Regions from separate parts of the Mus musculus genome. Here region 1 is linked to region 2. A link is a contact called in public HiChIP or PLAC-seq data. All regions are on one chromosome and are shown on one strand. Each heading gives the region's core, a stretch centred on a gene start, on an enhancer-like site or on the middle of the called end of the contact. The rest is flanking DNA. Distances are from core to core; before and after follow the strand shown.

Region 1 (5,162 bases), core at 1,150-3,649, 340 kb before region 2:
CTGGCCTCAACTGCAGGAGTGTCCCCCCTTCTCCAACCTGCAAGAGTTATGGGACACAGACATCTGTGACATTTATAATGGGAATATTTTCACATATCCTGGAAAGTTTCATACGTCAAGCCTATTTCATCCCTACTCCCTTTTAGAGATGACTATAGATATTAGGTCTTGCCTCCTGCATTGCTGGAGGGTTGTTTGTTTGTTTGTTTGTTTGTTGTATAGGCAAAATTGTAATGCAAACATATGCAGGTTATCCTCACTGGCTAGTATAGAATGTGGCTTTGTGTCTTCCAGCCTTTCTCTGAGAGGGAAAAGTGAGAGGCTGGGGTTTGTTTGTTTGTTTGTTTGTTTGTTTTTTAAGGAGCCTGTCATAATTGTAACAATACGCATTTCACATTATGTATAGTTGAGTAACCACGAACTTGATCCCCAGAATCAAGAAGTAAGAAGACAGGGAACTGTCCTACAATGAAGCTATGGCACTGTCATGAGAATGTCTCTCTTTCCAATTTACTTTTTTGTTTCCAATGTATCCCAACCACAGTTTTCTCTCCTTCCATTCCTCCCAGCCTCCCCTCAACTCTGCTCCCCATGCCCTGCCCCCCATCCACTCCTCCTCCATTTCCCTTCACAAAAGAGCAGGCCTTCCAGGGATACCCACTGAATACCATGTAACAAGATACAGTACACTAGGCACAAAGCCTCCTATCAGGGCGGGGGTGGGAGGGTGGGGGGGTGGGCGGGGGGGGGGCGGGGGGCAAGGCCTAGGAAGAAAAAGGGTCACAGGAGCAAGTGAAAGACTTGGAGACAACCCTACTTCCACTGCTAGGAATCCCACAAAAACACCTAGCTAAAAACCACTAATATATATGCTGAGGACCCAGCACAGACCCGCGCAGGCTCCGTGATTACCACAGTAGTCGCTGTGAGCACCTAGGAACCCTGCTTAGTTGATTCTGTGGGCCATGTTGTCCTGGTGCCCTCAACTCTCTGGCTTCTGCAATCCTTTTCTCCCCTCTTCTGCAGGGTTCCCTAAGCTCCAAGAGAAGGGGCATGGTGAAGATCTTCAATTTGGGGCCTCTATCAGCCTTATGTTTGGTTGTGGGTCTCTGCATCTGTCCCCATCAGCTGTTAGTGGAACCCTCTCTGATGACGATTGGACTTCCGGGGGGCTTTCTCTTTCTGAGCCGTTTGTTCCTTGCACTTCACGTTACAAAGATCGGCTTCCAATTGATCCCAGAGTTCCCACAGCCGTCATGTGACAGGGATGGATTTGTGCTGATTCTCGGGACTGGCAAGAAGATTATGGGAGTTACTGGTTACTCTAAGAAGGAAACATTGTATGATAGTAGAGTTAGCATGGGCATTCCTTAATGATAAGCAGAAGACATAGTCTGATTGACCCCAGAAAATTTTTGTTTTGTTTTTGAGATATGATCAGATGTAGCTCAATCTGTCTGGAACTCACTATGCAGCCAAGATGGACTTTGAGCTTCGTCTTTGTTATTGTTGTTTTAAGATTTCTATCTATTTTATATATATATGGTTGTGAACCATCATGTGGTGGCTGGGAATTGAACTCAGGACCTCTTGAAGAGCAGTCAGTGCTCTTAACCACTGAGCCATCCCTTTAGCCCGTTTGTTTGATTTTTTTCCTTAAATCAGTTTTAAATAACTTTTTTGTGTTGTTTGTGTTCAGAATACGTACATCTGAACGTAGGGGGCATGCACACTCACCAGAAAAGGACCTCAGGCATCCTGTTATTTTCCTCTCTGCTTTATTACCCTCAGGTGATCTTCCTGCCTCTGTCAATAACACCCTGGGTTACTCATGGCCATGCCCAGCTTTTTATGTGGAAGCTGGGGATTTGAACTTGGGTCTACATACCTCTTCAGCAAACTCTCTTACCCACTGAGCAACCTCCAAAGCTTAACTCTGACCTTCTGACTCTCCTGCCTTCACTTCCTGTGTGCTGAGATCACCAGCTTATACCAGCAGGCCCAGTATATTTGGTGCTGAGAACGGAACCCAGGGCTTCATGCACATCAGGACAGCATTCTGTTGAGTATCCTTCACCTCTGCATTCTTCTTTATGGATCTACAAGGCCCATAAAGGTTACTAGCCGTGGCTGGAGGGTGGAGGCCCAGAAGAAACTCATGTTTGTATGCCCACATGCATCCTGGCTCAACCTAGCAAGGATGGGATCCCTGCCAGGCAGAATGTAGGAAATGCTCAGCCTCCCTTCCCAGCAGAGACACACAAGCTCTGGCCGGCTGTGCCCTTTCTCTATAGGCTCATATGCTCAGTTCTGGCTGTCTTTGCCTTTTAGCCCTTCCTTCCAGAGTCCCCGACTCACCTATCCGCTGGCCTCTCCTCAGCCTCTGTGGAGGACTGCACATGTGTGTGCAGACACACTTCTGCCACCTGGAGTCCTCTCTGTGTTTCCCCCTCTTTGTCTCATTTTGGTTCACAGCAGGGCTTCACGATTCTCTTGCATTCTGTTAATAAAAATTAAGCAATCAATTTTCTTCCCCTTCATTACATCTAATTCCCTCTCTAACTCAATTATTATTGCAACCCTGGCAAGTGCTTTGCAAGGCAGATGGCAGGAAGGACAGGTTGCCAAAATAAAGGGCATTGTTTGCTGAGGGATATTGTTTCCATGAAAGTGATGACACTTTCCTTCCAAGGATGGATTATTTTTTTTTTCTAAAATCAAATTCGTGTAGCTCTGTTAATGGAATAGGTTCGAGCAAGTGCTGCCAAGAGAAACATAGGCACATACAACAAACTATAGCAGCCATTAAGAGTACTTTATATAATTTAGTAATGTAAAATAATACGATGATATATATCATTTTCTTCGAAAGAAATTAGAATAAACGTATGATGTGACTTTGTGTTCCCAGCCCTTTGAGTTCTAAACTATCTCATTGCAAAGGTGGTTTATTTGGTGCCACAGTGCAGAGCCAGCCTGACAGATTAAGTCATAGTCCTTTATAGTGTTGCTTGGGAAATTTCTGTCTGACTAAGAGTGGCGGATATCCAAGCTCAAGTGCAAGCTCTGATCGACTGATCGATGGGTTGATTGCTATTGTCTGTGCCATTGTGAGAAGTAGGTAAGAAGGCAACGGGCACTCTCTGTAAGGAAACCCCTAAGGAAACTCAGCAAGAGTGGAGGGAAGTGTTCTTCCTCCGGGTTGAACCCTGAAGAAGTTTGGAAGGCTATTTTTTCCTCTTGTGCATGTGTGTGTGTGTGTGTGTGTGTGTACACGCACGTGAGCCTTGTGTGTGTGCTTGCATGTGTGTACATGTGCATGAGTCCTTCCGTGTGTGCTTGCATGGATGTGCACATGCGTGTATGAGCCTTGCCTATTGTGACTCAGGAACTACCCACCTTATTTTCTTGAGGCAGGTTTACTCACTGGCCTAGAACTCAACAAGCAGGATAAGATAGCTGTCCAGTGAGCCCCCATGGGTCCATGTCCTCAATTTACCAGTTTTGAGGTTTCAATTTTTGTCACCTGCCTGGCTTTTGTGTGTTGTATATGGGTTCTGGAGAACTGAACTCTGGCCCACATTCTTGTGCCAAGCACTTTCCCGTCTAAGCTATCATCCCAGCCATTCCCCTTTTGGAGACAGGGGTTTACTATATAGCCCTGGTTGGATTGGAGCTCACTGTGTAGACCAGCATGCCAGTTCTTTGAACTTACAGTCGTTCTCCTGTCTGTGCTTTCTAATTGCTGGGACTACATCTATAGAACACCATGCCAACCCCAGCAGGCTATTTCCATATTGTATTGGGTGGAGAGGCTGATCTGTTTTGTTGGGGTTTTCAGCTTGTTTGTTCTGTTTTTCTAGGTCTACTGTAGAATCAGTCTCCTTATTTGATAATCACACTCCAATTATAATTCTTTCTGCCATACTTATTAAACTGCCTTGACTCTCCTGCCTGTGTTTTCCTGGAACACTGCCTCTAGACATTTGTTTGTTTTTGTTTTTTTTCTAGAACACAGTAGAGTCCCTGAGATGGAGATCTCAGAGTCAAGATTATCAGTGAAAGGACCTTAGCCTACATCTTTCTGCAGGCCAGGAAACCTGGGCATCTCTGTCCATTAATTCCCAGAGTGGACTTGAATTTATCAGGACATAGTGAGTCTAAAAACATCTGGCCAGCCAGACATGGTGGCGCACGCCTTTAATCCCAGCACTTGGGAGGCAGAGGCAGGCAAATTTCTGAGTTCGAGGCCAGCCTGGTCTACAGAGTGAGTTCCAGGACAGCCAGGGCTACACAGAGAAACCCTGACTCGGGGAAAGAACAAAACAAAACAAAACAAAACAAAAATCAAAAAACATCTGGCCAAGATTTCCCTTCTCCTAAAACAACTTGGACATGCATTGCAAAAGAGATTGCTGGACATAAAGATGAAAAGTGTTTCCTTTGTACGATGCATTTATAACACAGGATAAAGCAGCAAAATACACTCGTCGTTGAAAACTCAAAAAGTGCAAACGAGCACAGTAAATTTTAAAAACAAAAAGCAAAATCACCTATAATTCTGGTCTATGGAGACATTGGCCATTGAAATGTTAATTCGTCTGAAAGCTTTTGCTGTTTAGACACGTCTGCTATGGCCACATAGCACATACACGCTGCCTCGTCCGCTTAGCTTGTTAGCTGTTTTAGTGAACTCCCAGTGGCTGTGAAGAAATACCTGAGATATCCATTTTAAAAGGAGCAAAGGCTTGTCTCAGCTCATGGTTCAGAGCTGTGACACAATAGCAGGGAGCATGTGACAGAACCCAGCTACTCACCTGGAACAACTGGGAGCAAAGGAGAGAAGAACTGCCCAAGGTCTCCATCTCACCGACCTACCGTCCATCACTTGCTTCAACTTGGCCCTACCTCCTCCAGGTCCCACCATCCCCCAGTAGCAGTGGGGACCAACTATTTATAAATATGCCGGATCTAAACATATTAATGTTGCTAATATGTTCGTCACTTTGCCAAACATACCTTAGTATGTTTAATGGCTGCAAAGTTACATGGACATACCATAAGTGGTTTTAATCACTTCGCTGTGTTTTGCAGTTAGAGAATTTCAGACAGTTAAGTGATAATATACGTTTTAGTCAACTGGCATCTCATCAATGCTTTAT
Region 2 (5,043 bases), core at 1,896-4,395:
ACAGAAAGGGTAGAGGGTGTGGTTATTTGTTCTTTTTTTTTTTTTAATGATTTACTTGTTGTTGGGTTTTGCCTTGTTGCTGTAGCTTTGTAAGAGGGTTGGCAGCCCTAGAACTGGAGTTGTAGACAGTTGTGAGAGGCTCTGTAGGTGCTGGGACTCTTCCGCTGGGAGAGCAGCCAGAGCTCTTAAGTGATGAGCTTTCTGTCCAACTGGTTTCGTTTTATTTTCTGATTTCCTATAGCAAGAGTGACTAATTGGAAAAGCACTGAGGGCCCGAAGACTGTTCAGCAAGTGAAGCATTCGACACGGATGTAAGAAGACATCCGTGGTTCAGATCTCCATGTGAAAGTGGGTGAGAATGATGGTTTACCTGTATCCCCAGGGACTGCCCTCAGGTCATAAGACTTGGCAGCAAGTGTCTTTACTCACTCGGCTGCCTCGATGGCCCCAAACAGATACCATTATGTTATTTAACATATGGTTAAAGATTTTGCATAAACGAGCACTCACTAATATGTCGGGAGCACCAATCCAGCAGTGAGCACAAATCATTTGGGGGGGCCTAGCGGTTGCCTTTCTGCTGTTCTGAGACTTTCTGGAAACTGACAAGTGCGAGAGGAAACTAAAGGTAGAGAGGGGAGGAGGCAGGAGAGGGAGAGAAGAAAAGGAGTCGACAGGGCAAGAGTCATAAGACAAAAAAACAAACCAAGAAGAAAAACGCCTTTGGGTCAAGGTAGAGTCCAACCTGAAACTAAGTCAGTTATCCATCTAGAAGGACCTTTAAGAGGTATTTTGACTCAGTAGTCACCATATTGTGTTTCTTCATGGAATTTTAAGATTAAGCACACACACACACACTGCTCAGTATGCTCCCAGGGGGCTGACATTTGGGACTTTTTTACAATACTACATGGAAAACAACCTTGATAATCCTATGTTGGTCTCCAAAATCATTCTAGAAATCCCATTGTTTTGTGAAACCCAGAAGTCTAGAGCCACTGGCCCAGTCCTTCTCTGGTCCTTTCCATCTTACTAAAGTAGCCTGTGATGTGTCCAAGGCTACTCAATTGGAAAATTCCCTAGCAACTGAGACAGAAAACCCAGTCTCCAAATGTCTGGCTATGTCCAGTGTTGACTCATTGCCAGACGACCCATTTGCCTGACATTTTCAAGAGACTTGGACAGGAAGGTGTCGTGCCATGACCACAGGCCAAGGCAAATCTGAAGACCAGGCCTCACATGACTGCGAGTAGAAAATCGCTAGCTCACTTCTCTGTATCATAAACTGACAAATTCAAATAAGGAGAGGGTTGGCTCAGAGAGGAAACATCAGGAAATGATTATTTAAGATTAAGAGTCTTGTTTCTAGACATATGTGGTAAAATATTGTCTGGATTAATTTTATTTGTTTCCTTTGATGAAGCCAAATTAACTTAAACCAACTGTTAGAAGAACTGCTGGTTATTAACACTACTGTCACATAGTCTAAAATATTCACCCTAGAGGCTTCTTATTTAAAAATTCCAAAGTGCCTTTAATAATTAAAAATCACCTAATGACTGCATTCATTAGGATTACATCCCGGTAGGTTCTAAAACATAAGAGAAATTTTTGAACAGAAAAATTGCTACCCAGTTCCTCTCCTCTCTTCCATTTTCTCAAGGAAGAAGGGAGCATTTCAAAGTCATGGATTCCAACTGGACAGCAAAAAAATTTATGAAAATAGGCTAGGGATGCTCTCAAGGACAGCTTCCATAAGCTCTAGAAAGTAGCATTTCCCCAGAACTACAGAAGCCGAGAGCTGCCATCTCAGGAGAAGGAGCACTAAGACTTTGGCCAGGTTACGTTCCATGGCCATTGCTGATAGCACACTATTTCCGAGTGTGATGTGATCCTGTTTCTGGCTGACATTAGCAGTTAAATCTGTACATGGTGGAAAGACAGCTGCTGTCACTAATGTCAAGGAGTGTCATCTAATTTGTGGAGGCAAATTTGCCTCCATTGTGACATCTACCTTCTCTGCCCCCGACACCAGAACTCTTATTTTTAGGTCTTTGGACTTAAACCAGCAGTGGCACCAGCAGCTCCCTGGTCCTCAAGCATTCAGGCTTGTTCTAGACCTACAACAGCCGCTCCAGGCTTGTTCTAGACCTACAACAGCCGCTCCTTCAGCTCTCCAACCTCCAGACAGCAGAGCCTCGAAGCCTCCACCAGCTAATCCCTCATAAGAAATTTATTATTATACCTTTCTGGTCCCTACTCCTTCTGTGTCTCTAAATTAGTCCAACCTAGCCCTCTAATCCAATGACTTATGTGAGTCACGTTCAGGCAGCAATCACCCTGCTAACACCCTTAACAGGCGGATTGTGTGTGGACACATACACATGCTTTTCATTATATCCTCTTTCGTACCCTCATTTCCCTTATAAAAACTCTTGGCCCCCAAGTCACATTGGACAACGTGTGCACATAACAGCTGTCAATCACACACAGAGGGATTAGCTGGTGTGCGCAATATGTTGCAATAGCATGTCATCTGGAAACAAGGTACCACTTAAGAAGTAAAGGACCCTGCTTGGGCAAAGGGAATCTTTTTACCTCTCAGTAGCTTTGTGACCCCGGCTGGAATTCACCACTCCTAGCCTCTGTTTTCTCATCTATAAACAAGCAGATGCAGCACACAAGCTCGGTAAGTTCCCCTGCAGCCTTAACAGTCAAGCTCTATACAAGTACAAATGACTTCATAACCACCACCAACAAAAACTAAGCATGTGTGCCCCAGCCGGAGGGTTAGCAGAATCTGTGGCCGACTGTAGCCAAACTTAGACTTTAATGTGGGGTTCCTTTTACAGTTGGTTTTGGAATATAATCAAAACCCAAAAGGAAGTGAGATTCCAATCCCTAAGTAGGTCCAGCCATCATTTTTTTTTTAAAGTACAAAAGATAAATTTGCAAGCCTCAAGGGTAGAGGGAGATATGATGGCTGTACCAGCAAAAAGGCTACATGGGACTGGTTAAAGAGGCAAAACCCTAATGCCAGGCTCTGAGATGCCAGCCAATTACACAGCCAGACCTCCGGGGGACATCCAGACCAAGCTCCAGCTTCCTCGTGGACACTAGTGGCTGCCATGCTACATAGAGCCATTCAGAGCCAGGGCACACAGGCCCTGGGCTACGCAGCCTCTGCCTTATGCTATAAAAAGCAAGCTGGCCCCAGACCAACCAGAAGCATCAGCATTTATCAGAGCATTGATGGGCTTTCAGACGCAGAAAAGTCTTGTTCTCTGAATGGGGGCCAGGAGGATCAGGTCTTTAAACAATATGGCACAGCTTGAGGACCTGCCTGGGGTGTCTGGGAGTTAAAATAATCAAAACCAATGGTAATAATGCGCCCAGGAAGCAGCTCTACAATGCAGATCCCCCACTCAGTAGTTAGCCCACTAATGACATTAGCTGGTATGAAATACAAATAGGAGAAAAACAATCTAAGCCAATTATACTGATTATGCCGCTGACATCAAAAGGTACAGCAGATGAAGCTGAATTTCCATATATTAATATTTAAGCCAGTATCCACTGCAAAGTAACACACATAATGAAGGCCCACTAGATTTCAGTACACACTGCTAAAAATCTCTAATCAAGCAAAAAAAAACAATTTTCTAAATGATAATTAGCAGTAATCATGTTCTTTAAGTGCAGAGTATTATAAAGTACAAACTGATTTTTTTTTTTAATGTGAATAGCAAAATTCCTTGTACTGGCAGTAGCATGACAGATGTAAGGGCAGAGGCTCCCAGCTCTGATTTAAGTGCCTCTCCAGTCACGAGAACAGTTGCATCTGTGATTGGGATGATCAAAAAGTGCATTGCCGATTATCAAAGACAGTCTTGACTAGGTGGAGTGCTCTACTTGAGGCAGAGGAGGGAGGAGTCAAGAGAAGGAGGAGGCAATAGAAGTAGAAGGAGGGCTTAACCCCTTACTTCCTAAGGTATTTTGCTGAAACAAAGTACAGGTCTAGCCAAGCCTTGAGCTGGCGTTGTTTTTTATCGCTCGGTGGGTATAGCAGCTGTGCAAATGCCGTCCACATGGGGCAAGACGAAATTCCTGCCAAGTGAGCGAGGAGAAATGTGAGCTCCATTTGCTTTACTGCCCATGCTCCTGTGAGGAGTTGCATAAAGGGAGAAAGTAGCTAATTAAAGCAACAATATAGACCCCACTCCGGGCGAGTATGCACCCATTCACATGATGTTTGAGACTCCTGGTACTGAGATACTGGGTAAGAACAAAGCCAGGCGTGTACACGCCACGAAATCACGGACGCCACTGTAATTGTCTTGTGCTGTCCACAGATGTGCTCATCAGCTGTTCCCCCATCGTGACCAACGCCTTGGTGATCAGCTTCCGAAGAGAAGAGGCCTCTTTTGGCTCTCAGTTTCTGAGGTTTCAGCCCGAGAGCCACTTGGAGATATGGCTTTTAAGCCTTGGTAATGAGGCAGCATGTGGGAGAGTGGAACAAAAGAGCTTCAACGTCCAGAAGGAGAGAGGACGAGGCAGGAGCTCTACCAAGGCCTCTGAGGACCAATGACCTGAAGCGCTCCTGCTAGGCTCCGCCTCCTAAGGTTCTATCACCTCCCAGTAGTCCCATGCTGCCCTCAGACAAAGCATGGACCTTTGAGGACATTTCAGACCTAAATGCTGTCAGCACAGAGCTCATTATGTCTTTTAATTCTTTGAAATGTGAAGAAAAAAATGCTTCTACTGTCTGGGAGGAAGGATGGTACAGAATAAGTGAGTGACGTTCTTAGAATCCTGTGGCCAACCCCAAAGTGGATATACAAGAGCAAAGTGATTCCTGTCGCAGTGATGGTGTGACATTTCAGATAAGCTAGAAGTGGCACGCAGCCAAGGCTTGAGCGCCCTGGCAGAGAAGCAGTTCCTGTGTAATTCTCAGTGTTTCGATCTGAATTATCATCACACCAGCAAAGTGCCCTTAATAACCTGTGAGAATACAGCTGTGTCTCATGGTTGGTTGCACCATCA

Evidence for each region. HiChIP or PLAC-seq counts read pairs in DNA pulled down with a chosen protein or histone mark.
Region 1: an H3K4me3 HiChIP or PLAC-seq map of embryonic basal ganglia shows a contact between it and region 2, with 2.9 times the contacts expected there. The contact joins the promoter of Rps18-ps4 here to the enhancer-like site in region 2. A contact is called at or near these places in 4 of 39 promoter capture datasets (the 3T3-L1 cell line, cranial neural crest, hippocampal neurons and 1 more), 1 of 484 Hi-C or Micro-C datasets (bone marrow-derived macrophages), 3 of 115 datasets of contacts at active chromatin or transcription factors (VIP interneurons, embryonic basal ganglia and oligodendrocyte precursor cells) and 1 of 9 other capture datasets (embryonic stem cells).

The regions. Positions count from the first base shown.
Region 1 is chr13:97,748,349-97,753,510 of GRCm38.p6, reverse strand. It overlaps Rps18-ps4 (ribosomal protein S18, pseudogene 4), which reads right to left and starts at 2,399. Exons shown (of 3, transcript NR_152263.1): 1 at 2,359-2,399; 2 at 1,942-2,099.
Region 2 is chr13:97,408,448-97,413,490 of GRCm38.p6, reverse strand. No RefSeq gene overlaps it. Among named protein-coding and RNA genes, the nearest start is that of Lncenc1, 24 kb to the left of the region's middle. Within about 2 kb of position 3,145, at least 18 of the 459 cell types and tissues checked have an H3K27ac peak or open chromatin away from gene starts, as enhancers often do. A contact at or near this core is called in VIP interneurons and embryonic basal ganglia, where this site is marked.